Linked DNA regions of Sus scrofa: region 1 is linked to region 2. Evidence: chromatin contacts called from public Hi-C data. All regions are on one chromosome and are shown on one strand. The core of a region is the stretch at or near the end of the contact, and the rest is flanking DNA. Distances in the headings are between cores, read along the strand shown. Region 1 has its middle 34 kb from the start of NDFIP2. Region 2 overlaps NDFIP2 (NEDD4 family-interacting protein 2).

Region 1 (6,870 bases), core at 2,358-4,857, 85 kb before region 2:
GTAGTTCCAGCACCATGTACTGAAAAGTCTATCTTTGGAGTTCCTGTTGTGGCTTAGTGGAAATGAATCTGACTAGTATCCATGAGGATGCAGGTTTGATCCCTGGCCTCCATCAGCGGGTTAAGGATCTGGCGTTGCCGTGAGCTGTGGTGTAGGTTGAAGACATGGCTCAGATCCCAAGTTGCTGTGGCTGTGGTGTAGGCTTATGGCTGTAGCTCCGATTAGACCTCTAGCCTGGGAACCTCCATATGCTGTGAGTGTGGCTCTAAACAGCAAAAAAAAAAAAAGGTCCATCTTTAACCCAGTTATTTGTATAGTCACTTTTCTGATGTACTAACTTTCCATAAATATTTGGACCTAACTATGGCTATTTTATTAGATTCTACTGGCCTGTTGGTCTGTTCTTGCACCAGTCAGCACCCTACAGTTTTAATTTTGGAGGATTTGTGTATACTATGGTTTAATATCAGGTAGGGTTATTCCCTGGTAGTGTTTCCTTTTTCAGTGTTTTCCTGGCTATTCGTGCCTGTTTGTTTTTCTAGTGATCTTTAGTATCAACTTGTATCACTCCATCAGACCTTATTAGTATTTGTATTGATTTTATGTTAAATTTAATCTGGTTAGGAGTTCCTGTTGTGCCTCAACCAATTAAGAACCCAACATAATGACCGTGAGGTTGCAGGTTGGATCCCTGACCTAGCTCAGTGGGTTAAGGATCCAGCGTTGCTGCAAGCTGTGGCATAGGAAGTAGATGCAGCTCAGATCTAGGGTTGCTGTGGCTGTGGCGTAGATCCCAGCTGCAGCTCCAATTCAACCCCTAGTGCAGGTACTTCCATGTGCTGCAGGTATGGCTGTAAAAATAAAATAAAATAAATAAACAGACAGACAGATAAATAAATAAAAATAAATTTAATCTGGTTAAATTAAGTCCCAGATTTACGATCTAAATATTTTGATATCCTAACTCATTCAATTTATTCTCTATCCCTTCCAATTTTACATCATCAAAGATCTGAGGCATATGCTCTCAACATTTATCAGATTGTGACACATTAGTGGGCCAGTGATTCTCTTCTGCATTAATACACTAGACATGTTTCTTTTGGGTGACATTGACCTGTGAATCTTTAGTGAATGGGTGTTCAACTATTTTCTAGTCCAAGCCATCCGTTCAACCCATATTTCCCCAAGTGGTTCATAAGTACATCATGATCCTTTTGTCAGGTTCGTGTCCACTGTGGTTCAAGCCACACTTGCTCTAAGCCATTTTCACTATCTGCTCTAAAAACAAACATGTAAGTCCTCTCAGAAAAACATATTGCCGAGACCAGCTCAGCAGGATGGGGCTGAAGAACAGGTGCTGTGAAACTTAAGGAAAAAAGTTAACATAAAACAAGACACAGAGACATTTATCCTAAGTAAAGGTGGGAACCGGGGACTCAAGGTCTCGGGGACCAAGAGCGTGGCCTCAAGAAACCACACTGCTTTTGTTGTGCTCTTGAGGATTATGTCAAGTGAGGAGGGGGTAGTAGGTGCAGGATATAGGTTTTTTAAAGTTATTTTAAAAGTCACATAGCTGGTTGCTGATTAAGCTTTTATTCTGACCTTGAGGCATTTAACAATCATCAGCATTTGAGGAAGCTTGGCATCAGCTATCTATGCATAGCATTCTAGAGAATCACTATTGTGCTTCTGCAGACGGTGTGCCTAGGTTTGCACCTCAGTTCTCCTTGCTAATGCACATCCTACCAACGACCCCTCATAAACCCTTTGGGGCCACAAGTCTCCTCTTTCTCTTATTTTTTAGAGGACGTATCATGCTGTGCAAACGGCGTGCCAATCTGCACAGGTCCTGCGTGCCTAGACCAAGGCATTATGTCCTCATTCAGCTGATCATATGAATAACTTAAGCCTTTAGGTCTTTGTTCTTAAGCTTAAGTCATTTACCAGCACTGCGACTGTTTTTCAAGCAGGAAGATGGGGTAAAGTAAAGCAGGACAAGATGGAGTTTTCAGCAAAGAGGCTAAGAAAATGCTGTAGAAACATGGCTCGCGACAATGTATGAAGCTGGAGACCTAGAAGCAGTTGGCCTAATTGACTAGTAAATGCCTTACAAAAAACTTGAATACACTTCCAGGTTTGGGGGAAAAAGCTACCCTAAAGATACGGGGTCTGTCTTACAGAACACGTTATATACTTTGAATCAGAGGTTTGTGTGGTACTTTCCCCCCAACACATGATAGTCAGAGTCAAGGGGGTGGAAGTAGGAGCAGCTTTTTTACTACTATGCATAACGACTCACTTACAGAATCTTTGCTTCCTGCCCCAGCAGTTTTGAGCTCTGCTGGTTTGGAGGTCTTAGTTCCCAGGAGGGAACGCTTCTATCAGAAGACAAAATAATAGTTCTATTGAAATGGAAGATAAGATTGTCACCTTGTCATTTGCAGCTCATATGCCACTAAATCAATAGGAAGAAAACGAAAGTAACTTTACTGGCTGGTATAACTGATCCCAAGTACCAAGGGGAAATTGGGTTGCTATCAAACATAAAGGTGAAAAGTTCTATGTCTGGAACCCAGGAAATTCTCTGAGCTACCTCTTAGGACTTCCATGTTCTAAGGTTAATGGAAAACTCAACAACCAAAAGTAAATAAATAAATAAATATTCAGAATACAGACTCTTCGGGAATTAAGTTTTGGATCATTCCACCAGGTAAAGAATCCCAGTATGCTGATATTTTTCCTGAGAGCAAGTGAAATATGGAAAGGATAGTAGAAGAAAGAAATTGTAGATGCCAGCCACAGCCTCATGGCCAACTGTGGAAGCAAGGGCTTTAGTAGCTTTGCATATTTTCTATTTGCTTGCTCTGTGAATGCATTTATTTCTTTGTAATAGTAATTGTCTTCTCTCTGTTATTATTTTATATACATGTTTTAAAGGTTAAAATTTATAATTTAGGGGTTCCTATCATGGTGCAGCAGAAATGAATTTGACTAGGAATCATAAGGCTATGGGTTCGATCCTTGGCCTCGCTCAGTGGGTCAAAGATCTGGCGTTGCAGTGAGCTATGGTATAAGTCACAGACGCAGCTCAGATCCTACGTTGCTGTGGCTGTGGTGTAGGCTGGCAGCTACAGCTCCAATTCAACCCCTAGCCTGGGAGCCTCCATGTGCCACGGGTATGGCCCTAAAAAGCAAAAAAAAAAAAAAATAAATAAATAAATAAATAAATAAATAAATAAATTACAATTTAGCCTTTGTATAACTGAATATTCAATGGGATATGATTGTATTGCAATACAAGAATTACGATAACTCTTGGAACTGTGTGTCTCCGCATTTTGGAAAAAGCTTGAGATTTCTTAATGTACGTGAAGGATAGCGGCATCTTGGTCGGTGGAAAACTTGAGTTGTTTTGTTGCTGACTGGAAGTCTAAATGTGCATAGAAAAGCGTACATGGTAGCTGAGTAGCCAAATGATGGACTTTACAATTTTCAGTTTACTGTCTCTCAACTCCAAATCCATCATTCTTTGCCCTGCTTTGTGATACTGCAGCTGACCTCTCAGTATTTCTCCTTCACACATTAAGGGAATATTAGACTTTGCCAGTAGGGGGCACTGGTGTGACCCTCTAGGCAATAGCCCCAGTAAGACACTTCCCTTCGAGATTCCAGTCCTTAGACACACGTGATTATTAAGAGCAGGAGATTAGCAGCTTATGTACGGAGGAGCTCCAGTCACGTATACCCTGAGGCTTTGATCTCCCTCCCAGATGCCTGAGCAGTTCTGGCCTGCCTACACCTTCTGGCAATGGTGTATCACTTCCAGCCCACTCACAACCTCCAGCAGTATGGGCTTTTTCCACAGACCAGTGCCAGTCTATACTCGTCAATCTCTTGGGCTCCCAGCAGGCCGAGTGTTACTATGGTAGTGGCTGCTTCTCTGAGAGGTCCAGATCTTAGCCAGGGGCTGGGGAAACCTTCTCTTGGCACTGAGTTCCTTTATTGTCTGTTTCCACAGCCTACAGATCGTGGCTGTTTTTTCACCCCTGACATTTCTGGACTCCTTTTACTAGTTTTGGTAGTTGACCACCTTCTAGTATCTCAATTCTTTATATTGAACTTTTCCTGTTCCCAGAGCTGATATAGTCTCTGTCTTCTGACTGGACCCTGACTCATAAACCCTTTCAGAAGAAAACCATTTATTTTTTCATCAAGGAAATTGCCTTTTGCTCATTGGATCTACTAGGATAGGAATAAATGTCCTAAAACAGATTACATTTTGTTTTACGTTGTACTTTCTGTTCTCTAAGCTCTTGTCCCCGAAAAGAAGAGGATGTACTATGGAACCTAATTTTATCTATTATGAAATACACAATGGGAACCTTTGTGCTTGAGTAAGTGTTAAAGTTTTGTGAAGCATTGCTGTAAATAATTGCCTAAATCATGGTATAATAGCTAGAGTGCAAACTGATGATGGTTCATAAATTTAATCAGTTGGTACAAATGAATCAGCAGCAAGTTCACTAAGTTTTCTCTTTTTAGGTCTTTTGTTTTCAGAGCTATAAAAGTTCATTGTAAGGCTCAGATGTTAGAAAAAAAAATGACATTCTTCTCTGCAGCATATCTTTTTATCCAAATGATTTCTGACTGACCCCTAAACTCTAAACACAGCACAAAAAGTTGAGGTAGCTTTTTTAATTAAAAAAACAAAAAAAACCCCCAACCTTTTAACACATAACAATCAAGACAGAAACTGGCCCTAGGAGTTAGATGGGTTCCTTACTCCCATTAAAGCAAGCTGCAAACCCTAGCTGATATTCTAGGGAAGTGGTTCTGAAACTTCAGTTGTGCCAGAATCACCTGGTGGGCTTGTTAAAATACAGATTGCTGGATCCCAATCAGAGTTTCCAGCTTGAGGCAGGGCCGGGGAGTCTGCATTTCTAACAGATTTTCATGTGATGCTCATCTGGTGCTTCACACTTAGGGACCTACTTTCCTCGTCTTCTGTTTCTCTCCCTTTGCTCCTATTTAATCCCAAATGGTCGCACTTGTTATTATTATCCTGAGATTCATATTTTTGGTACCATATTCTGCCTTTAAGTCCTATAACTCTCTTTCTAACATTTTTGAAACTTGGCACATTTTCTTTTCTTTTTCTTTCTTTAGTCATCTGGCCTTAACTTCTATTGCCATAGCTTCCTATTACCTGCTTTGATCCCCAGAGTCATGCTATACTAACTTTCATTGCAGCCCCTCAGACAAGGTCCTTTTCTCCTGTATCCCCTCCCCATTGTTTAAACACACAGACACACTCCTCTACCTCAAGTAATAAATGGTGTGTGGGGGATTTGGAGAGATGAATTTAGGATGTGTTGATCTTTTCAAGTTACTCCATGAAACCAGAAGGACATGTAGCATTCTTTAATGATCCAATTAAAAAACCTCCTTGGGGGGTTCCCATCATGGCACAGCAGAAACGAATCCGACTAGGAACCATGAGGTTGTGGGTTCGACCCCTAGCCTCACTCAGTGGTTTAAGGATCTGGCATTGCCATGAGCTGTGGTGTAGATTGCAGATGCGGCTCAGATCTGGTGTTGCTGTGGCTGTGGTGTAGGCTGGCAGCAACTGCTCCAATTAGACTCCTGACCTGGGAACTTCCATATGCCACAGGTACAGCCCTAGAAGGACAAACGACAATAAATAAATAAATAAATAAATAAATAAAAACCTCCTTGGGATCAACCATTTTAGAAATGTGTAGCATAATCTTCTTATATCTTCTGAATGTTATATAATCTTTATATTACTCCTGCTCTGAATCCATCCTCACAGCCACTCAAGCATCACTGATACCCATGCAAGTTCTGTTCACATTACTTTGCCTTGCTTACTCTGCCTTAGCCACTTGCAATATCTATTCATCTCCGAGATTCATCTCAAACACTGCCTTTTCTGAGTTCTTCCTATGTGCATTCTCCCCATAGGCATAGCGAACATGTCACTGACATGGAACTTACCCAAGGTAGGAAACTTTCATCTCATGTAGATTATTGGCCCATTCTTTGCAATGTGTTGGGGTTTTTTGTTTGTTTGGTTGGTTGGTTTTTTTGCTTTTTAGGGCCCCACCTGCAGCATATGGAGTTTCCCAGGCTAGGGGTCCAGTCGGAGCTACAGCTGCCAGCCTATGCCACAGCCACAGCAATGCAGGATCAGAACCACGTCTGAAACCTACACCACAGCTCCTAGCAATGCCAGATCCTTAACCCACTGAGTGAGGCCAGGAATCGAACCCACAACCTCATGGTTCCTAGTCAGATTTGTTTCTGCTGTGCCATGACGGGAACTCCTCATCTTTGCCTCTTGAGCCTAATGCTTTCTATTACTCCTCTGAGATAACCAGAGGATTGTATCGGCCCATATGTGTCTACTCTGTGTAAGCACTGCTTCTTTTTTTTTTTTTTTTTTTTTTTTTTTTTGTCTTTTTGCCATTTCTTGGGCCGCTCCTGCGGCATATGGAGGTTCCCAGGCTAGGGGTCGAATCGGAGCTGTAGCTGCCAGCCTACGCCAGAACCACAGCAACACAGGATCCGAGCCGAGTCTGCGACCTACACCACAGCTCACGGCAACGCCGGATCGTTAACCCACTGAGTAAGGGCAAGGATCGAACCTGCAACCTCATGGTTCCTAGTCAGATTCGTTAACCACTGCGCCACGACGGGAACTCCTGCTTCTGGGATCATATTCTAAAGTGATGACTCAATCTTGTAAAAATCAGTTTCAAAGAGTGGCATGTATCTTATACATTCTATTGTGTAACTTCCAGTGATACATTTTCAGCAAAGAATAACAGAATGATGTAAAGCTAG
Region 2 (6,846 bases), core at 3,596-6,095:
TCATTTTGTCTGCATGGTGAATTGAGGACATTAGAATTTATTTAAATTTTTATCTTTACACTTAAGATAATAAAGTTGTATTTAGTTGAGTGAGCTATTCTAATGTTATAAGTTTTACAGATTCAGGAGGAAGAATGTCCACCAAGAGATGACTTCAGTGATGCAGACCAGCTCAGAGTGGGTAATGATGGGATTTTCATGCTGGCATTTTTCAGTAAGTGTTCTTTCATTTCCAAAATATTTTGGGGGGTATATTGGCTATGTGTATATTTAGAACAACATAAGACAGTGAAGAAAGGCAAATATTATCAGCATGTGTCTACCTTGTTTAAAATGGAAATTGCTCTGGATATTGAACCACTCGATCATATGTTGTAATACAAACCCTAGAACTTATTAAACACCTATCAGGTGACTTTGTATTGTAGTTGTTATTCTAGATGCTGACTGCATAGAGGTATATAAGCATATTTCAAGTTTAATATGGTTTTTTATTTTTTATTGACGTACAGTTGATTTACAGTGTTAGGTTGAGTTAAATGTGTTTTTGTATGTGAAATGCTGCACGTCCACTTGGAACTACAGGAGTGTGTGTAATGAAATGATAAATTCTGCTTTTGGAGCAGAGGACTTGCACTTAAGTGTCTTTTAAGCAGGAGGAAGGGTTGGAAACAGAAGTAGTCCCAGCAACTGGAACAGTGATTTGAAACTCAAAAGTATGAAAGTTTATCTTATTTGTGGGGAATGGAAAGTAATCAGAAGACCAGAAACCTAAATAATATTTTTTAAACATTTTGCAACATTCTTAATTTATTATTTGACTTTATAAAGTAGACTTAACTACTTGAGAGAAGTCTTCATTATAGTCTTTATTATTTCAATTCTTAACACGGGGATTGGCACATAGTACACTCAGTAAATAATATTATGACACTCAACTGTTTAAAGTAAAAATCAGTTTTGGAAACCCGATAGTCAAGTAAGTAAATTTATTAGATTTTGATACAGTTAATTTCTGTCCTCAACCTGGTGAAATGATTAAGATTTCCTACCTTCTTTTATAGAGTGCTGATGTAATTTATTTTAACTGTAAAGTTAATTTTGATAATAAAACTGAGGAATTTTACTTATTTAAAGTACCACATTCAACTTAAAAAATAGAACATATGGAAAATAGGAGTTCCCCTCCTGGCTCAGTGGTAATGAACCTGACCATGAGGATGTGGGTTTGATCCCTGACCTTGCTCAGTGGGTTAAGGATCTGGCATTGTGGTGGGCTGTGGTGTAGGCCGAAGACGTGGCTCAGATCTCGTGTGGCTGTGGCTGTGGTATAGGCCGGCAGCTGTAGCTCCGATTCAGTCTCTAGCCTGGGAACTTCCATATGCTTCAAGTGAGGCCCTAAAAAGACAAAAAAAAAAAAAAAAAAAAAAAAAAAAGAGGAGGAAATATTGAAAGTAGATACTTTCTGAGGTTGGATAACTTTTGAGTCTGAAAATTCCTTTTCCTCTTTTTTTTTTTTTTAACTTTTTAGGGCCACACCTTGGCATGTGGAGGTTCCCAGGTAGGGGTCAAATCAGAGCTGCAGCTGCCGCCTACACCACAGCCACAGCAATGCTGGATCCTTAACCCACTAAGCGAGACCCAGGATCGAACCTACAACTTCATGGTTCCTAGTCAGATTTGTTTCCACTGCACCAAGATGGGAACTTCTCCTCTATTTTGAAATGGTTTCTTTCTTCCGTTCTGGCTTTCATTTCATTTGCTGAAAATAGAAGTAGATAACCACTTAGAATTGTGTGAGTGGATAGGCAGGCAGTTATATTTTTTCTCTTTAGAGTTACTGAATTATATTCAAGTTGGCAACTAGCTAATTAACATATATGCAATATTTATATCTTGTGGTTTTAGTTACAATTTATAGTTAGATGTGATGTGAAATAGGATGAAAATAAAATGAACACTTTGGCTACAAATAATTCTGTTTTATACTATTAGTCTAGTGAACCTTAATTTTTTTCCTTAGTTTTAGTTGAACTGATAATGCTGTATGGTAATAAGGCTTCCCACTTTTTTTTTAAACAAAAAGAGTAGCATAAACATTAATTCCTTTCATGGCTATGTCTTGTAACACATTTTAATTGGAAAAGAAATAATTTAAGGAGTTCCTTTTGTGGCTCATGAACCCACCTAATATCCATGAGGATGTGGGTTTGATCCCTGGCTTTGCCCAGTGGATTCAGGATCGGCATAGTGGTGAGCTGTGGCATCGGTCTCAGACCTATGTTTCTCTCGGTCGCAGACTGATGTTGCTGTTGCTGTGGCATAGTCCACCCTTAGCTTGGGAACTGCCATAAGCCACAGGTGTTGCCCTAAAAAGAAAAAAAAATTTATTTTTATTGTAGTTATTTGTAGTATAAATACCTGTTTCTTAGTTATAAAAGCATGTTATTTAACACCATCTAATTATTCAACTCAGAGCTTAGTTATTATCTCATTTCTGTATTTTGCGTAAACATGCTATCTTCTCAATTTTTATTTTTTAGGTATGAAAACATTTCACTGATATACCATTGTTGTAAATCCACAGTAACCTAGGCACTTGGTTTACCTTATTTTTGGTCAATGGTGGTATATTAGCCAATGTGAATATAAATAAATCTATTTGATACATTAATGTAAATTATCTGCCTTTCATTTCATTTTTACTAAATTGTTTCTACACCTTACATCTTTATGCTTCCTGTTCTAAACATATTCTACTAATATTATAAGAGTAAAGTATGACTTATTTTTTACCTTCATTTCCTGATGTTTTTTGGGGGTAGGCTGTATGCCAGGGCCTGTTTAATTGTGTTGCTAAGCATAGCTTTTTTGTAGTCACTACCATCTAGTGGCTGTTCTACAAATTGCAACTTGCTATATTTTCTATGCCTCTTAAACAATAGAGTAGCTATTGTCTAGAATCTGTTCTGTTGTCTATTTCTAAATTCCAGAAATAAATTCTGTTTAAAGTGATTTATAATTTAAGCATTTCAGGTTATATAATATATGCAAAAAAACTGCCTTGAATGTCAGTAAGAATGTTTTAATTAAAGGCTTTTCTTGGTTTGGAGTTCCTGTTGTTGCTCAGTGGTAACGAACCTGACTAGAATACATAAGGATATGGGTTCGATCCCTGGCCCCAATCAGTGGGTTAAGGATCTGGCATTGCCATGAGCTGTGGTGTAGGTTGCAGACGCCATTCGGATCCCATGTAGCTGTGACTGTGGTGTAGGCTGACAGCTACAGATCTGATTGGACCCCTAGCCTGGGAACTTCCATATTCTGTGGGTGCAGCCCTAAAAAGACCAAAAATACACCAAAAAAATTTTCTTGGTTTAATTCTCTCCTCTGTTTTCTATGTCTACAATTCAGTCTCTTACTGCAAGTAATCCTAAAAAAAGTTTACACTTAAATTTGGTAAGATAATTGTTCATGTTCAGAAAATGTAAAGAAAGAAATATATGTGTCCTCCGATAATGTTTTGCTTCTCTTAATCCTTGAAGTGTTATGCAAAAGGCCTCATACATGCCTTATCTGCTTATATATGAGCCACAGACTGGGTGACTTAAATAATGAGAATTTATTTTCCCACAGTTCTGGAGGCTAGGAGATCAAGGTGCCAGAAAAGTTGGTCTCTGGTGGGGTCCCCTCCTGGTTTGCAGATGGCGGTCTTCTTGCTGTGTCCTCGCATGGCCTCTCTGCCTGTGTGCAGAGAGAGAGAGCTCTCTGGTGTCTCTGCCTCTTCCTATAAGGACACCAATCCTGTTGTATTAGGGCTTCACCCTTATAACCTCATTTCATTGTAATTCCTTCCCTAAAGGTCCCTCTCTAAATACCATCGCACTGCTATTTAGCCTTTGAATTTGGAAGGGAACACGGTTTAATCTATAGCAAGTTATAGCACATGAGCACAATTTAGACATTCATGCTGCTAGCAGACAACGTGAAGAAAACATGGTGGTTCATTAAGTACGTTTTCCGTTCTTTGGGATCTTTTTCCTCTTTGGGGTACAATGATATGTATAATAGATGTTGGTAAGTCTGATTTTGAAGACATTGGACAGTGTTTAAATTATTTTTTTCCCCAAAGATAAACATATACATACTCAAAGGTGAAAGCATACTTTTGCTGTTTGGGGTTTTCTCCATTGGTGCTTCCTCTCTTTTAACATCATGGCATGCTTACAGAATGCTACGGTGTCGATAGCACCCGGGGATGAAGAAGTAAGGTGCTTAGGACTGCGCTGTCCTGTGCTGCAAACCTCATCTGCCTGCCCTGAAGGCAGAGGAGAGAAATAGCTCAGCTTGCCACCAACACGTAGGTGGCAACCAGTTGGGAGTCTCTAGTGCTATTTGTTCATGTAAATTCTTTACTGTAAATAGATATAAAGCTATTTCTTGTTCCGTGCTTTCCCCACGGCGAACACAGATATTAGCCAATGAGATACAGAGCAGCTATGTGCAATTGATTATTCTGCAGTGATGGAAATAGTCTGTCTCTGCTGTTCAGTGTTGTGGTAGCTAAAAAGCAGTGTAAACAAGCTTTGTTTACAGTAGTGTCTTCTGAATTTTCTTTGCGGGAAGGAGAAGACCTACTTTGTAATGTGAAGAGAGCATTTTGTATGGGTAGTGAGTGTGGCTAACATTTTTCAGCAGTCACTACTGCCAGGTTCTGTACTGTGCTAAGCTCTTTACATTCTCACTTAATCCTCTTATCAGTCTTGTGAAGTAGCAGCTTACAGATCAGAGAACTGTGGCTTAGGGAAATCAGCAGTGAGTCCAAGGTCATATACAGAGTGAATGAGTACAGCATGACTCAGACACGGCTCCCCTCTTTTACAGTCCATTTCTCTCACTATTGCAGCATGCAGTACAGCTTCCATAAATGAGGAAAAAAGCTGTGATTAGCAAGTATTAGGAAGGAGGAAATTATAGGAGTAGGGACATTGCTTCAAAGAAATAGCCATTCTGTTTCAACATATCCTAAAATGTTTCCTTTTTGTCTTCAGAATCCTGAAAGATCATAATTTCTATAGGTAATTTGCTCTATTCTCCCTGAGGGTTGGTTGGAGATACTCAGGGTAAGAACATGGACACTGAACAAGACCACACTTATGCTCAAATTGATCTTTAGATTTATTATTACTACTGTCATTATTATTATTATCATTATTACTTTGCTTTTTAGGGCCACACCCATGGCATATGGAGGTTCCCAGGCTAGGGGTCAAAGTGGAGCAGCAACTGCTGGCCTACACCATGGCCACAGCAACTCGGGATCCGAGCTGTGTCTGCGACCTACACTACAGCTCACAGCAACGCCAGATCCTTAACCCACCGAGCAAGGCCAGGGATTGAACCCGAAACCTCATGGTTCCTAGTCGGATTCGTTTTCACTGTGCCACGACAGGAACTCTACTATTTTTATTTTGGTAATGTTGATATCTTGGACATAAAGAGGGCATTTTGATTATATTTCAAGGACCTGTGTCAGAATGGTTTCTGCTACCAGTAATAGACCTTTACTCAACTATTTTAAATAGTTAGGGGATTATCTCACAAACCAAGAAATCCCTGGATGAGCAGCCCTCAGGTACAGACCATTTATCAGTGCTGTGGCTCTGCTTTTCCCTGCTTTTCTTCTCTCCCCTTGGAATGATGGTTTACTCCTCAGGCTGATAGTAAGATCCTTGCGGCAGTTCCAGGTATATCTCTTAAACATGACATCAGTGGAAGATGAAGGGCCTTTCCTTTTCTTTTTAAAAAACTTTTACTTTTGAAACTCTCAAACTAGACTAGAATATAATAAACTCCTGTATATTCATTACCCAACTCCTGTATATTCATTACCTAGAATATAATAAACTCCTGTATATTCATTACCCAGCTTCAACAATGATCAATTTAGAGCCACTTATTTAAACTACATTGTCCTCCTTGCTGTATTTTTAAGAATGTTTTTCAGAAGTCCAATTAAAAAAAAAATCACTGGCAGGGAGTTTTGGCCTCCTGTAGTTTTCCCAAAAGACTCAGCCTGACCTATGGGGGCTTAGTATGGGGTCCATCCTTCCCTGAAATAAAGGCTGTAGAAGTGGGTTGGTTCCTACGAAAGGGAACAACAGGTTTTGTTAGGTAAGAGGTGGGGACGGTGAACAGTACCTGCTCTGGAGCAGTCATTTATTCAGTTCATCTTTAATAAATAAATAAATAAATAAATAAATAAATAAATAAAAGTATGGTTTCAACTTTTAGTGATAACCTTTAAGGAATTGATTCCTGTTCACCAAACTGACAAGAAACCAAGGTTACCCATTTGTTAAAATACTTTATACACTGTAAACCAGCTATAATGGAAAAAATAAAAATCATTAAAATAAAAAAATGCTTTGAATAATGAATACGTTTGCAAAGGGTAAACTATAGTCTATAAAGAAGACTTAATTGGTATAGAGTTGAAGGGAACTGCTGTTTCTATTGATCAGTGAAGTATATTGTGTATGTTTCTTGTTAATTTGTTTCCAAAGTGTGGTCTTTAAAAGAATTATTTCTCTTGCTTTCAGTGGCATTTATTTTCAACTGGCTTGGATTTTGTTTATCTTTCTGTATCACCAATACCATAGCTGGAAGGTATGGTGCCATCTGTGGATTTGGCCTTTCATTGATCAAGTGGATTCTTATTGTCAGGGTGAGTGTCTTGATAGCCCCTGTCACTTTTGTCTCTAAAAATTAAAATACATGAAATTTCCCAGGTGGCTCATAAATGTTCATTTTATGTATGTGAGTTCAGTTATGTTAAGATTTATT

The links. A called contact is a pair of places that touch in the nucleus more often than the background predicts.
Region 1: a Hi-C map of alveolar macrophages shows a contact between it and region 2, with 4 times the contacts expected there. The contact joins two enhancer-like sites. A contact is called at or near these places in 1 of 5 promoter capture datasets (liver), 26 of 47 Hi-C or Micro-C datasets (adipose tissue, alveolar macrophages, blood and 11 more) and 2 of 2 datasets of contacts at active chromatin or transcription factors (alveolar macrophages and skeletal muscle).

The regions. Positions count from the first base shown.
Region 1 is chr11:51,456,319-51,463,188 of Sscrofa11.1, forward strand. No RefSeq gene overlaps it. Among named protein-coding and RNA genes, the nearest start is that of NDFIP2, 34 kb to the right of the region's middle. Within about 2 kb of position 3,608, at least 17 of the 83 cell types and tissues checked have an H3K27ac peak or open chromatin away from gene starts, as enhancers often do. A contact at or near this core is called in alveolar macrophages, where this site is marked.
Region 2 is chr11:51,540,471-51,547,316 of Sscrofa11.1, forward strand. It overlaps NDFIP2 (NEDD4 family-interacting protein 2), which reads left to right. Exons shown (of 8, transcript XM_001926577.5): 4 at 121-214; 5 at 6,603-6,727. Among named protein-coding and RNA genes, the nearest start is that of NDFIP2, 50 kb to the left of the region's middle. Within about 2 kb of position 4,846, at least 15 of the 83 cell types and tissues checked have an H3K27ac peak or open chromatin away from gene starts, as enhancers often do. A contact at or near this core is called in alveolar macrophages, where this site is marked.